Linked DNA regions of Zea mays: region 2 is linked to region 1. A link is a contact called in public Hi-C data. All regions are on one chromosome and are shown on one strand. The core of a region is the stretch at or near the end of the contact, and the rest is flanking DNA. Distances in the headings are between cores, read along the strand shown. Region 1 has its middle 17 kb from the start of LOC100193403. Region 2 holds the start of LOC103636232 (brassinosteroid LRR receptor kinase).

Evidence for each region. A called contact is a pair of places that touch in the nucleus more often than the background predicts.
Region 2: a contact with region 1 is called in a Hi-C map of tassel, with 4 times the contacts expected there. The contact joins the promoter of LOC103636232 here to the enhancer-like site in region 1. A contact is called at or near these places in 7 of 25 Hi-C or Micro-C datasets (bundle sheath, ear, leaf and 2 more).

Annotation. Positions count from the first base shown.
Region 1 is chr8:159,090,442-159,097,915 of Zm-B73-REFERENCE-NAM-5.0, forward strand. No RefSeq gene overlaps it. Among protein-coding and RNA genes, the nearest start is that of LOC100193403, 17 kb to the left of the region's middle. Within about 2 kb of position 2,755, at least 20 of the 20 cell types and tissues checked have an H3K27ac peak or open chromatin away from gene starts, as enhancers often do. A contact at or near this core is called in bundle sheath, ear, leaf and 2 more, where this site is marked.
Region 2 is chr8:159,136,083-159,143,556 of Zm-B73-REFERENCE-NAM-5.0, forward strand. LOC103636232 (brassinosteroid LRR receptor kinase) reads right to left here and starts at 4,979. Exons shown (of 1, transcript NM_001322851.1): 1 at 1,135-4,979. The coding sequence starts at 4,839. The coding sequence ends at 1,471.

The DNA.
Region 1 (7,474 bases), core at 1,505-4,004:
GCACCGTACCTGCTGCATGGACGTGTGGACTGATAGAGTAAAAAAGCATCGACGCTGTAAATAGCGTTTTGTTTGCCCCCATAAGTTTACAGCTACCTATAGAGTACTCCACTGCAGTAAAATTTTACTCTATACCTAGCCTTATATTGGTGGTGTCTTCTTTACAGTATATCACTGCGGGTAGCCTTAGTTCTTTTAAATCAAATTAGGTTTATACAAAAAAACAATATTATGGCTAGTTTAGGAACCCCATTTTTCCAATGAAATTTTATTTTCCCAAGTAAAAAATGAACTAATTTTTCTTGGGACGATAAAAATACCATAGGAAAATATGGTTTCCAAACTAACCCTTAACATATGTATCTCAAAACAAGTTTGCTATTAACCTCTAGTACTGCTAGAGGTAATTAACCTCTAGCTCATGTGGCGACAACAATTTCACGGTGGTCGACCTGGGGCCCTTATTGTTGTTGCATTATCGCAATTAGACTCTTTGTCGAGTAATTTACCAAGTGTTTTTTTTTCAGCAATGAAAGAAAATTTGACGTGATAGCGTTTTCCTTCTCGACGGCAGCAGCCAGCAAACCCGCTGGCGCTGGCAAAATCTCCTGAACCACCATCCACTTCGGAAGGAAAAAAAAAAGGCCGCGCTCGCTCGAGATCTTTTCCATTTTCCACGTCGTGTGTTGGTGCCGAGTCCTGATGATCTACCTTGCCAGATGTGGTCACTAGTGGTTCAAACAAATCATTCCAGGCGTACGTCGACAAATACTTAATTCTTCACTTTCTTTCCTCGCCTGCTGATTGCTGAAGATGTTGGAGTACTGTGAGCGGATGAGGCGCGGGTACTGATCCCTGGTGTAGCGGCAGCGACACCTGCGAGATCTTTTGCACGCCATGACAAGCTGCTGCCCAGCCCATCCATGATCCATTCACAGTACTGTACGCGAGATCTGAACAGATGCATCATGCATGAACCGAGAGCGACCGAAAACCACCAGTGCAGTGTTATTATTACGTTCAGCAGTCACACCGACAGCTAGGGCTGGAAACGAGCCTAGCCGAGCTCGGCTCGGCTCGGCTCGGTGCAGCTTGTTGGCTGATCTAGCTCGGCTCGGCTCGGCTCGACCATTTCACGAGCTGAGGAACCAGGCTCGGCTCGGCTCGAAGGCGGCTCGCGAGCCGGCTCGACTCGGCTCGCGAGCCACACCCTGATATTATTTAATTGTATTATATAGTGAATTATTAGTATATAAATGTGAAATATAAAATATAATTCATTATTATGAGGAATCCAAATTATTAATTGTCATATATCTATCATGAAAGCTAAGAAATAAATTGATAACCTATAAAACTAGCCAATATCCACCAGTATTATACATATTAAGTAATTTGACAGAGCTCGCGAGCCGGCTCGCGAGCCAGCTCGGCTCGGCTCGCTACGGGAACGAGTCCAAAAGGCAGGCTCGGCTCGGCTCGCTCGAGGCTCGCGAGCCGCTCCGAGCTCGAGCCGGCTCGCGAGCCTCGAGCTTATTTTCCAGCCCTACCGACAGCGACGAAAAAAGAAGCTAGCTTCGGCAGCGCTACACTACACAGCCTACAGTGGCCAGTGGGTTTAGTGGCACGCGCGTTATTCCAAGATCGTGGTGGCATCACAATTCGCAGGATAAAGTTCATCGTGATATACCGAACAAGAATTGGAGCAAAACTGTGGGGTAGGTTTGACAAGAACAAGAAATATCTTGAGCGTTTTTGGACCGTAGTTCTGTTCTTTCGTAGGAGGCCTCGATGGATGTTGAGGCATAGAACTTCTCAAAGGCCCAGCAGGCCGTGGCCCGACGCAGGAGGCGCATGGATAACGAAAATGGGCGGCTTGTGTTGGATAAAGAGGCCGAAAGGTTAGGGCAACGCCAGAAGCCTTTTAGACATGTTGATGTTGTTGGAGAAATTGCAAATTTGGGCATAAAAATTGGCTTTTCTATGAGGCTCCAAAACTATAGTATTTCATCTATGTATATAGGCTTCCATTCACTCTGTTGGACCGCGCGTCATGAGTTTTTTCCACTGCAAGCTAGACGAAACTGTTATGAAACCCTAATTAGAATTAGAATTATGTGGACAAATACCGTCCCATGAGGGTCTCACTTCATCTATATAAATAACATGCACCCCTTCGTAATAAGATATAGAAGAGAAAGATGTCAGACGTCTAACCATACATCACGTGTCTCGTGTGCTCTCTATCGTGATTCTGAAAAGGGAGATAGGTCTTTCACATCTTTTTGCGTCTAATTTGTTGACGGAAGGGAAGGAAACAGATCTGGTGATCCGTGATAACGTAGTTCTCAATATGATATCATCACGTTCTACCTCGATGTTGTTGTGGATCCGATCGGCACCGACTCTCTACCATATCGGCAGGTCTAACCTTGCCGAATTGTCCTACTATACACGACAACCTTCCCTTCCGTTTGGTGATCAAGGAATGTGGTATGAAATCTCTAGTGAACGATTTACTTTTGTTGACGGTAAACAAAGCATCGTAGTGAGCGAATGAAGCGCTGGCACTGATCCCTGGTGGCGGCAGCGACATCTGCGAACGAGTGCACAGACACAAACAGCTGGGTGCACGCAAGTTGAGCCACCCTGCGGACATTTGAGGTCGCCGAGACAGGTCATGTGACGACAGTGTGGATGGACGCATGGATCGATCCGAGAGCCTGGGGAGTGGGGAACGCCCAGTCCAGGCGTTACCTGGGCTGCCGCACGCGCTGCAGCCTGCAGGCCTGGGCTTTGCGTGTGTCTCTCGCGCTCTCGCCATGTGCGGTGCGCTTTCAGTATCCGGCGTGTTTGCCGTGTGGGAGGGAGTCGCACCGTCAGACTTGTTCTCTCCATCCCCATCTCAGAAGACAGACTCCTCCATCGTCCATCCGCATCTCAGAAGACAGCAGACTTCTCCATCGTTGTGAAGCCAATAATGCGAGGGGGTTGCCCTTGCCGCCCGCCTGCTGGGCTGGGCCAGAGAGAGAGTTTTCGCGCGACGCGACGACATCGCCGCCGACATGCATTGAGTTGTTCGGTATCAGATGGGCAGGGGCAACAGTTTTGCTTTTTGTTTATCTCTTGTCGTCAGTCCTCGCCTCCTCCTGCCTCCTCTTCGTAACGACAGGCAGCAGACCCAGACCGATGCAGGCGCATGCACAGTCGTCACCTGCCTGCCAACGCTGGGCGTACAGGTGGGAAGTGGGAACTGCGATCAGCAGTTCAGCACCAAGGAGGAACTGGAGAGGTGCGGATTGTTATCTCTCTTCTGATCTTCTCCACGGTCAGGACGAAGAACACACGAGTCGTGAGCTGTGACCTGACCCTAATCTAAGCATGCATGCATGCTACTCTACTCACACTGGCCGCTGCTTTCAGCCATCAGGTAGCAGCGAGCATCCAATCCAATGACTCTAAACCCATCGGGCGTCTTGGCCTGATTGATTGGAATGGAACGGGACGGGAGGAGGGGGAGTCGTCTGCGTCCATCTCATCACTCCAGTGAGGAGTTCTCAGCCACGCAAGTTCGTCCGTCATCTGTCATGCATGCCCATCATCATATCGACCGGTGCAGGACGTGGCTCATACCATTAGAGATTTGGAGAATTCCGATAAGACCTCGTTCGATTATTCCTATTATATATGGATTGGATGAGATTAGAAAAAATTTAGAAAAATTTAAAAGAACTTTAACTTGTTTGTGATTTAAACTCATCTAATCCCACTCAATCCATATGAATTGAAAGCTAACCGAACAAGGCTTAAGGGTTAGTTTATGAACTCTATTCTATCATAAGATTCATATTTTTCTAAAATAAAATGAACTAATTTCTCTTAGAAAATAGAAACCTCTTGAAAAAAATACTGTTCCCAAAGTAGCCTAAAAAAGAGCTCCGGCGGTTTTATTAATTAATTTTGGGTTTCTCAAAAATCTGTACTCCCTCCGGTTTCTTATTAGTTGTCGTTTAGGACAACGACACGGTCTCCAAAATATAACTTTGACCAATGTTTTTTGTTAAAATACAAATGAACTCTTAATACATTTATACTTTTATAAAAGTACTTTTTATGATAAATTGGCGCATATAAATATTAGGTTCCAAAACTAAATAACAAAATAGTTATTTATAGTCAAAATTTTATAAGTTTGACTCGAACCTTATCCAAAACGACAACTAATAGGAAATCGCAGGGATTAGGTTGATAGCGCGGTAGCGCCGCAGCCCGCAGCAGAGTGGCGTACTGCGTACGTAGTACCCACCGTCGTCCATTCCGTGCGGTCACCTCACTTCCCATGCATGCATCCGTCTGATCGGGTCCGCGCGAGTCCGTCCAACGGACACGGCTGGCCGCAGGTCGCTCGCTCCAGTACCAGGCGGTCGCGGCCGGTGTGAGCAGTGATCTGACTGATGACTATACATGTCCAAGCGGGTCGGGCCAGGCGGGCGGCCCGGAGCCCGGCACGAAAAAAGCCCGGCACGGACCCGGCCCGGCACGGTGGCTAACGGGCTCGGGCCGGCCCGGCACGGCAGCCGTGCCGTGCTTGGGCCGCAAGTGTAGCACGGCGTGCCTGGCCCGAGCACGACCCGTGTAACCGCCGGCCCGTATAAGGCCCGTCCGGGAGAGAAATATCCTCTCCTCTCTCACTCACTACTCTCATTCTCTCACTGTCTCACACACCGTCGCTCCTCGCTCGTCCCTCTCCAGCTCTCTCCTCTCTTCACCGTCGCTCTCTCTGGCGCCGTCGCTCGTCCCTCCGGTGATCTCTCCGGCTCCGGCTCCGACTCCGGTGATCTCCCCTCTCGCTCTGTCGCTGAAACTGTAAGTCGAATCTGTCTTAACTCGTAACCCTAAATTGGTGTCCGTCGACGGCGACTTTTTTGGTGCTTGCTTGTGTGCTGCTCGGTGCTCCTGAGTCCTGATATAGCTGTTCTCGTGAAGTTCTATTCGGTTATTCCCCTAGATCTAGCATTCTACCTTCACTCTGAAACCCTAACTACTTCGTTCCCCTCTGTCCCGGCCAAGATCCATATTCTGCTCCTATTTTCCTCTCTCAAGCTCAAGCCACGTCCCCTCTGGTGGCCCCTCGCTGGCGGATCCGGTGCTCCGGTCAGTCAGGTGAAACCCTAACTTGTGCTCCTACTTGTTTGGTGCTCCGTGCTCCTACTTGTTTTTATTGTAATTTGTTCTTCCATTTTCTATGTATTGAAGGCCGTTGAGGAGCCGGTGACGCCGTGAGGAGCCGGTCAAAATCCCTAGATGGATGTTGATCCGGCCGCCGAGGCGGCCGCCGAGGCTGAGGAGCATGCACTTGAGGATTACAATGAGCACCTTGATGAGATGGCGTTGTTTGGCCATAATGTGGATGCTGCTGTCAACATCGACGCGGTGGAGCCACAGCCAACACCGACCATGGCCGGGACAGTGACGGGGTCTTCGAGCCCCGCTGCCACTGGTAGTGGTAGCACTGTTCGTGACACCCGATCCAGGAAGAGGCTACCCACTTCCAGAGTATGGTCTGACTTTGATGAGGTAACTGGTGTAGACGACAAAGGTAAGAAGGTAAGGATCTCTGCCATTTGCAAACACTGCAAGACTACCTTGTCTGCTAGATCTTCCTCTGGTACTGGACATTTGCTTAGGCACCAACAACATTGTAAAGCTAAGATTGAGCATGATCGAGCTGGTATAGTACAGTCAGTCCTTAAATTCAATCCTGATGGGTCTGTGCAACGTTGGGAGTATTCAGCTTCAGTTGCACGAATGGAAATGTGTCGGTTGATAGCTAGAGAAGATTTGCCTTTATGTTTTGCCGAGTCTGATGCTTTTCATGAGTATATCACCCGTGCGCATAACCCTAGGTTTGTTAGGTCTTCTAGGCAAACAATTGCTAGAGATTTAATTAAACATTACAATGGACGAATGGAGAGTCTAATTGAAACTTTAAAATCCTCAGTATCTTCTGTGGCACTCACTTCTGATATTTGGTCTGGTAAAGCCAAAGAAGATTACATTAGTGTTGTTGCTCATTATGTGAATTCTGATTGGGGTTTGGAAAAAAGGTTGCTTGGTCTAAGACCTATTGAGTCTGCACATACTGGTTCCAATATTGCTGAACATGTTTCCATGGTTGTAGATGATTATGGCATATCAGATAAAATTTTTGCAATTACATTAGACAATGCTTCATCAAACAAAACTGCCATGTCCCTTCTTCAACCTATGTTCACTGGTTACCTTGACTTTGGTAGCACTCACCAATTTGACTTAGATGATGGTGAAGATTTGAGGTCTATTTTTTTGCATCAAAGATGTGCATGCCACATTATTAATCTTATTGTTAAATCTGGTTTGAAGCGCATGAAGCCTTATCTTAATGATTTCAGAACTGCTATTACTTTCTTGAATGCTTCCAATCAACGTATTGCTGCATATAAAATGGTCTGTTTGAGTCAAGGTGTTCGTCCTCGTAAGTTTGGTGTTGACATGGATGTTAGATGGAACTCTACTTACTTGATGCTTAAGCATGTTGTTCCATACAAAAGCACATTTTCTATCTTTATCCAAAGTAATCATCCATTGAGTTCAGATGGTTCTCCTTTGTTAACAGATGATCATTGGTACATTGCAGATAAAGTGTTGTCTTTTCTTGAACTATTTTATGATTCAACTGTTGCACTGTCTGGTATTTATTACCCCACATCTCCCTTAATGTTGCATCATATACTAAAAATTGGTAGACATCTAAATGCTTTTGAGAATGATCATCTACTTAGGGAAGCCATTATTCCTATGAAAACTAAGTATCTAAAATATTGGAGGAAAATACCAATTCTTTATGCATTTGCTTTCATTTTGGATCCAAGAGCAAAGATGAGGGGGTTTCATAAACTTCTTCTACGATTGGCTAGTCTAACTGGAACTGATTACTCTAGATTTCCACAATCTATTCGTGCTAAGTTAACAAAGACATTTCAGTTGTATGAATGCAAGTATGGTGACACACTCTTGCGTGGACAACATGTATTAGCTAGTGGTAGTGAGTCTAAGGCAAAAGAGGCATGGGATGATATTTATGGGGATGATGATATTGTACTAGGAAGTAGTTCTACTCCTATTGCATCTACTGCAGCATCCATCTCTGAACTGTCTTCTTACCTAGACAGTGATACTGTCACCCAATTTGGTGCAGACTTCAACATTCTTAATTGGTGGCAGAGGCATAAGCTTACTTATCCTATTCTTGCTCTTCTTGCTAAAGATGTTTTGACTGTTCCTGCTTCTACCATATCTTCAGAATCTACATTTAGTCTTGCTGGCAGGGTGCTCGAGGAGCGACGACGACGACTAACAACATATATGGTTGAGGTCTTATCCTGTATTAAGGATTGGGAGCTAGCAGACAAGCATATGCAGAATACTGTCGAAA
Region 2 (7,474 bases), core at 3,729-6,228, 48 kb after region 1:
AGTTCTTGCCTGGTATGCACAATATACTACTCTATCCGTACAAAAGAATATGGTTCTAACTTTGAACCAAATCAAACTTTATAAAATCTAACTGAATTTATAGAAAACAACACCAGCTTTTTATATCTTCATACGCATTTACTATAAAAATATATTCTATCGTTGATTAAATGATGATGCACTTCTGGTGTCATAAATGTCAGTGGTTTTCTGGTATAAATTTTAATCAGATTGAGACTCTTTGACTCTTTAATAAAAAGCAAGATATTTTTTTTGGACGGAGGGAGGGAGTAGTACATGTGAAGATATAAAATTTTATGAGAGTTTGGTAAGTTAATGACCTTTCACCATATCTGACAGCTACTGACCTAGTGTCCACCAATCATCCAAGTAGGCAGTGAGAAAACATTGCGAACCAGAGCAGCCAGGGAACACATCGCAAGCTCAAATCTTGAAGCCAATGCCAGTTCACGTGAAATCCGAGGGAATCTGCCCGCACGCCACTGTGCCACTTACTTGCTGGACAGAGATCCGTAGTTTAGCAGCGCCACGCATCGGACACAGCACCATGCAACTATAAGATTAGGAGCCATGTTACCCAAGTGATTAGGATAGTCAGAGAGGACAAAAAAATGCTTAGGGGAACCTTTGACCAGCTTAAGGCTCCGGCCAGCTGAGCTCCCTTGAATGCTGATCAAGGACACAGCAACGCCTCCCAGGTGGGGGAAAAAATAAAAGGAAGTGCTTGTGCAGCGTGAGTGCGTCCTCTTGTGGATGGGCGTAACTGCACAGCAGCTGGTCCTGCACTTTACAAAGCCTTGCGCAGCCATGGGTTTACCAGGAGCTGTGTCAGCCTCTTGCTTGACTGGCCCGGCCCCCCTTGGTTGCCTTTTGCTGTTCATCTTGCTTGACCAGTCCAGTGTACTCTTGCACTTCCTCCCCCTCATCCCTTGGTGCCTCACACTGCCTGCATCTCAGATTTGGACGCCCCATTTCCATCATGCTTGCTGCACCTGCAACCATGTATTCTATCTACATTCATGGTATGATTTGCAACATCGTTGGTCAAAAGCAAGGTAAAATTTGACAAACAAGGAATGAAACGAAAATGGATTTGGCACCGAGGAAAAACCACCATTTATATATGTACATACACAGCTCTTACTAAAGTGTGACGAGAAGAGATGATTAAGGATTAAAAGAAAAGAAAAGAAAATCGACCTACTCCCATAGGTACATAACATCTTCAGCTTTGCGAAGCTACAAGGGAAAAAAAAACTTCTGTCTTGTACCGTCAGAAGGGAATGCTAAGCTCAAGAAGATGCTTCGAATGGTGTCCTGACCAACTGATTCCTACGGGCGTTTTTTTGATTTTGTTTTTTTGCATCTGAGATCTGACTGACCGTGTAGCTGCCGCTCGGCCCTGGGCAGGAACCAAGGGCAGCTTCTCGCGTGTCGGTGGGCCTTGCTCTAGTCCTTCTCCTCCTTGTCTTCTTTCAGGGTCGTCATCTCCACGTCGCCAAAACACGCATCATCCACGGCGACCGTGCATGCTGAGGTCTTCGAGTCCACAGCCGAACTGGCCTGCATCTCCTTGAACATCGCCATGACTTTAAGCATCGTCGGGCGCTTGGATGGTCGGTCATCCAAGCACGCACAGGCGATTTTCAGGTGCTCTAGTAGCTCGAGCTCCAAGGCCGGATCCTCCACCAGTAGTACAGGGTCAAACAGATCTGCCAGCTTCGACTTTGAGTGTTGTTTGACCCATCCTACGAGATTGTTGTCCTCGCCGAAGTCGGTTGAATCTGTAGGCGGTTTCCCAGTGAGCAGCTCGAGCAATACAACGCCATAGCTATACACATCGCCCTTGGTAGTGCATCTGAAGCTCTGGTAGTACTCTGGCGGCACGTAGCCTGGAGTGCCGGCGAGAGTGGACACGCTCAGGTGGGTATCCACCACGCTCATCATCCTTGCCATACCGAAATCGGATACCCTTGCCTCTAACTGCTCATCGATAAGCACATTGCTTGACTTCATGTCTCGGTGTATGATGTGCGGTATACAGTTGTGGTGGAGGTATGCCAATCCCCTTGCAGCCCCAATGGCGATCTTTTTCCTTGCTGCCCAATTTAGCTTGATCCCGATCTTTTTTCGGTCATGCAACACGTCTTCCAAGCTGCCAAACCTCATGTAATCATAAACCAACAGCCGCTCCTCGCCACACTTGCAGTAGCCAAGGAGCGGAACAAGATTGCGGTGTTTGATCCTCCCGATGGTCTCCATTTCTGCTGTAAACTCCCGGTCACCTTGGCCACTCACATGTATAAGCTTCTTGATTGCAACAACCTTTCCATCCTTGAGCTGGGCCTTATAGACATCCCCAAAACCACCAGACCCGATTTGGCTATCATTGTGGAAGCCATTCGTTGCCACAATAAGATCATTAAAAGTTAGCTTCTGCAGTCGCTTCTCAAATGCAGCGAGGTTGACGCTGAGAGCATTAGTACCAGAGAGTCTCCAATTGGAATTCATTGTCCCAGAATGTGACCGGCTATCAATGTATATGTCACGGGAGGTACTTGCCTCTTCATTGATCTGCTTCCGCTTCTTGCACTCAATGGCTATGATGACAATACCAACTATACAGAACAGCGAGAACAAGAGTCCCATAGCAACACTACCTGCGAGCGAAGCCTGGGTCCGGTGGGATCGATGGTCACCTGAAGAACTTGAGCCAGCATTGTGCCCACATGGCAACAGTGGGAAGCCACAAAGACCAGAGTTATTCTCATATGAAATCCTCGGGAATGTGAACAGCGAACCCAGCTCTGGAATTGAACCATTCAGCTGATTATTTGAAAGGTTGATCTCCGACAAGGACAACGTTGAGAAGGAGTTGGGAATAGGCCCTTGTAACTGGTTGTGTGACAGGTCAAGTACCGCAAGCTTCTTGGCACCAGCTAGTTCTGGTGGGATGACGCCAGACAGTAAGTTGTGCCCAAGATTCATGATCATGAGGTAGTACATGTTCCCAAGCTCCTTTGGGATCTCCGAGTCGAGTTGATTAAATGACAAATCCAGAAATATCATGGATCCATTCTTATTGAAGGTATACTCTGTGCTCCCCATGTACACCCGAGTGAAGTTGCACAGCTTCTTGCTTGGCATCCGGCTGAGCTCTTCAGGCCGAATGCTGGTGAACTCTAGCAAGCTCCCCTTGCCATGGCACTCGCTGCTCAGCTCGTCATTTCGAAGATACACATATGGCCGCCCAAGGACAAGGCCGACGTTCATCTTCCCAGACTGTTTTGCCAGTTCCGCCGGTATTGACCCTTTAAGCTGGTTACTGTTCAAGTCCAGCCAGACCAAGCTCTGGCAGTTGCCAAGCTCAGCCGGTATTGGCCCCGAGAAGGAATTGTTGCTCAGCTTCAAGATGGCCAAGTTGCTGAGCTGCCCAAGCCAAGCCGGGATCGGACCAGACAGCTGGTTGCTCGCCAAGGATATCCAGTTCAGCTCCTTGCACTTGGAGAGTTCCCGCGGGATGCCACCGGTGAGCCCGTTGTAGTCGAGGATGAGATGCTCGAGCCTGACCAAATTTTCCAGGGACGCCGGAATCTCGCCCTCCAACAAGTTCTGCCACAGAATGAGGTCCCGGAGCTCCCGGAGTTTTCCGAGGGATGCGGGAAGGGTGCCGTTGATGTTGTTGAGGCTGAGGTCGAGAGATTCGAGCTTGGTGCAGTTGGAGATTGACTCCGGGATGGCGCCGGAGAGGTAGTTGTTCTGGAGGTACAGCATGCGGAGGCTGGAGTTGGGGCCTTGGCAGATGGACGAAGGGATGGTGCCGGAGAAGGTGTTGGAGCTGAGGTCCAGCACGTCGAGCTCCGGCAGCGCTGCCAAGGAGTCCGGAATGGTGCCGTTGAAGTGGTTGAAGGAGAGGGACAGCACCTTGAGCTGCCGTAGTTCGTTGTAAGCGTCGGCGGGGAGCTCGCTGGAGAAGTTGTTGTTTGACAGGTTTAGCGCGGTGAGAGCGGTGAGGGCGGCGACGTCCGGCGGGAACGGGCCGACCAGGTGGTTGCCTGAGAGGTTGAGCGTTCTCAGGCCACGGCAGTCAGCGAGAATCCCGCCGGCTACCTCGCCCGCGATGAGGTTGCCGGAGAGGTCGAGGTACTCAAGCCCAGAGCAGTTGGTGAGCTCTGGGAGCCGAGAGATCTTGTTCCCGGAGAGGTCCAGACGGCGGACCGCGCCGACGCCGGCGCCCACCATCCACCGGAGGTCGCCATCGCCGGAGATCTTGTTGTCGGACAAGTCGAGAGCGTCTAGCCGGCCAAATCCGGAAGAAGCGACAGCGCCGGCAGACCTCGGCCCACCGACCGAACCGCCGGAGAGGTTCAGAGCGCTAAGGCCGGTGCAGGAAGCGGCCAGCGCCTCGACGTCGGCGACGGTGCCCCGCAGGCCGGCATTCCCTGACAGGTCGAGCGACTGCAGCTTGGCCCCGCACCTCGGCGCGGCGGCCAGCGCGCCGCTGACGTTGGTGCCGCGCAGGCTGAGCGTCTCGAGGCTGCTCAGCTGCAGCAGGGTGGCCGCGACGGCCCGGAAGTCGGCATTGAGCGGGACGGCGGCGAGCGACAGCGACGTGAGGCGACCGCCCCTGCAGCCGGCGCCTGGGAACCTGCAGGCGCCATCGCTGGCGCTCCACCCGCGCAGGTCCGGGGCCTGGCTAGGCACGGCCTCCTTGAACTGCTCCAGCAGCTGGGCATCGTCGCCGTCGGAGGCGGTGGCCGCCACGACGACGACGAAGAGTGCCACTACAGCGACCAGCACCAGCCCCGGAGATTCCATGAGCTAGCGCGCTACCTTATAAAACCATTAAAGAAGCGGGACGGCGACGGGGGAGGAGCCGACGAGATGGTACGGGAGGGAGGGAGAGGTGGGGAGGAGATGGTGAGTGCAGGAGGGAGGTGGGGGAGTGTGGAGAATGGGCTGCTATACCTAGAGAGAGAAGCACAAGGAAGGAAGAAGCAACAGTGAAAGAGAGGGAGAGTGGAGGAGACGGGAGCAAATTAACAGCTGTAGGTGAGGGAAGGGAGTGGTGGTGGGGTCACGTCACATGGCATGTGCCCTGCTCTTGCCTGCTCGCCCTCATCTCGAATCGCTGCCCTAATTAACCCGAGGGCCGATGGAGATTAGTAGTATTCTAACCACAGCGCTTATCCGCAGCCCGCGGCGAGGTTAATCCCGATCGGATCCGACGGCGGTGGCAGCCCCGATCGGGGCAGACGGTGTCCTGCTCGAGGCGGGGTCACGTGCCGTCGGGCGCGGCCTCCGGGGCTCGTCAATCCGCGCGCCACTCCACCCACGGGGGGCATCCGGGCATGGACAGTTTGGGGAATTCGGGAGCTCATGGTCCGAGCAGGCGGGATCCCTGGCGGGCGGACCGCGGGCGTGGAAGAAGGCGGACGCGTGTGCCGCGTTGCTTCGCCGAGGGTTTTTTGTCTTCAACTCCCGTAGCGCGCGAGTGGGCTGGTAGTGGATCCGATCCGGCGGCAGCGTGCGTGCGTGCGTGCGGTCGACGCAGCGCCCTGTCGTGACGAGCCCGTGCAACCTTTCCGGTGTGAGCCGAGCGTGTGTCATCATGATGGCGAGGCCGTGAGAGATGGACAAGTTCCCGTTACGCCGGCAGCTGATTGTCTCTGTGTTTGATCGGCGCGGCACTGCCAGCAGGCAGGAGTGTCAAGACCAATTGGGCATGACGATTTGGGCTGTACTAAACCATCGACCCGTTCAAAATCTTAGTGTATGTTTGGTTGTACGTATAAGAAGTGACGACCATTATTTTTTATAGTGTTTGAATGAGTCACGCGGAGGTGATATAAACACCGAAGTATTTTTTTGGTGCCGGCGTGGTTTAAAAAAACGAGTGGACGATGTCGTCCCCGACTCATCCTACTTATACCTCAAACTAATTATATTAGAAGACGTATATCCTATGTCAGAACAGTGGGCTTTTAGGTTTGAAGGACCAAAGCTGAAGTGAAAAAGAAAGTACTTGCAGGAGGTCAAAAGAATGATCAGACTGTGAAGAGTTATGTTGTGTTGAAGATCAAAACATTAGAAGACATTATTTAAAGTCATCAACTTAACACATACATATTGTGATGGTTCAAGTCATAAGGCTCAATGTTTGCTAGCTCAAGTGATGTGCATGGTCCCAAGTTCAAGCTAAAGGTATCAAAGACAGAACTTCGAAGGGCTCATTTGTTGTGCAAACTTTGATAGAAGAAGCCAAAGGTGAGAAATCAATCAGGAATGGATTTTTGGGTCATCCCAGTGTTTGTATATGTTCTTGATGACCATTGCAACATATTGGAACTCAATAAAGTGAGAAGATTGCTCAGTTTTAGAGTTTGAGGTTTCGTTATTGGAGCAAAAGGTTTAAGAAAAGAGGCACGAGTTGGAGGATTAAATGAAACCAATGTGCACTTAGAATGTGTGGATACACTCAAGGTCCACTTGTCAAAGTCATTGAATTGTCAAGAGAAGAACCAAGTGGAGACATGAAAAGAAGCCCAAGTTTAGATCAAGTCTACTGCTCTGCGGTGCACTAGACCAGTCCGGTGGTGCACTTGACCGAGTATGCAGAGAAGATATCCTGTGGGTTTTCTGGAACTTGGTGCACTAGATGACTAGATCAGTCCCGTTGTGCACCAGAATAGTTTTTCAGAGAGCATGTTTTTGGGTTTGTGAAGACATGGCACGCCGTACCGGTTCGGAGTGTCGCGGGTGGCTCACCAGACCACTTACGCAAATAAGTTGTTTTTTAGGACTTCTACAGTTGGCATATTGAACCTTGTCAGTGGAGTTCGGTGGTGCACCGGACATCATCTCAAATAGCTCTCTCCGTGGGTAGGCACCAGCCGCCAACGACTAGCTCACATGGTAGTTGTCAGGTGACGCACCAGACTATCTAGTGTCACATCAAAAAGGAAATCAGTCAATCAGATTGTCGGGCGACCATTGGCAACTGGAAATCCAGTGGCGCACCGGACTGTCCAGCGAGCTCGCAGACAGGAAAGTTTCCTTGTGGAGAAGGCAACGACTCCTTGGCCCCTTAGGGCTATAAAAGAGGCCCATAGGCGCCTCTACCAATACACCAAGCATTCTAAGAGCACACTACAACTCCGAGACTCCTTGACCACGCCTTCGAAGTGTTTGAGAGAGATTTGAGCGCGTTTCCGAGTTGTCACTCTACCGTTTTGTTCTTGCGCTCTCTTCTTTGTTTGTGTGTGTATGTGTCGGCATTTTGAACCCGGGGGGTCCCTGGACCGACGAGTAAATTGTCGCCGCGTGCCCCAGCCCAGATGGGTCGGCGCGAGACAGAGCACGAAGGGGGGAAAAGCCAGAGGGAGACAGGCGTGAAAGGGGAAACCCGCGGCCTTCGTGTTTGTCCCGCGCCCAGGTCGGGTGCGCTTGCAGT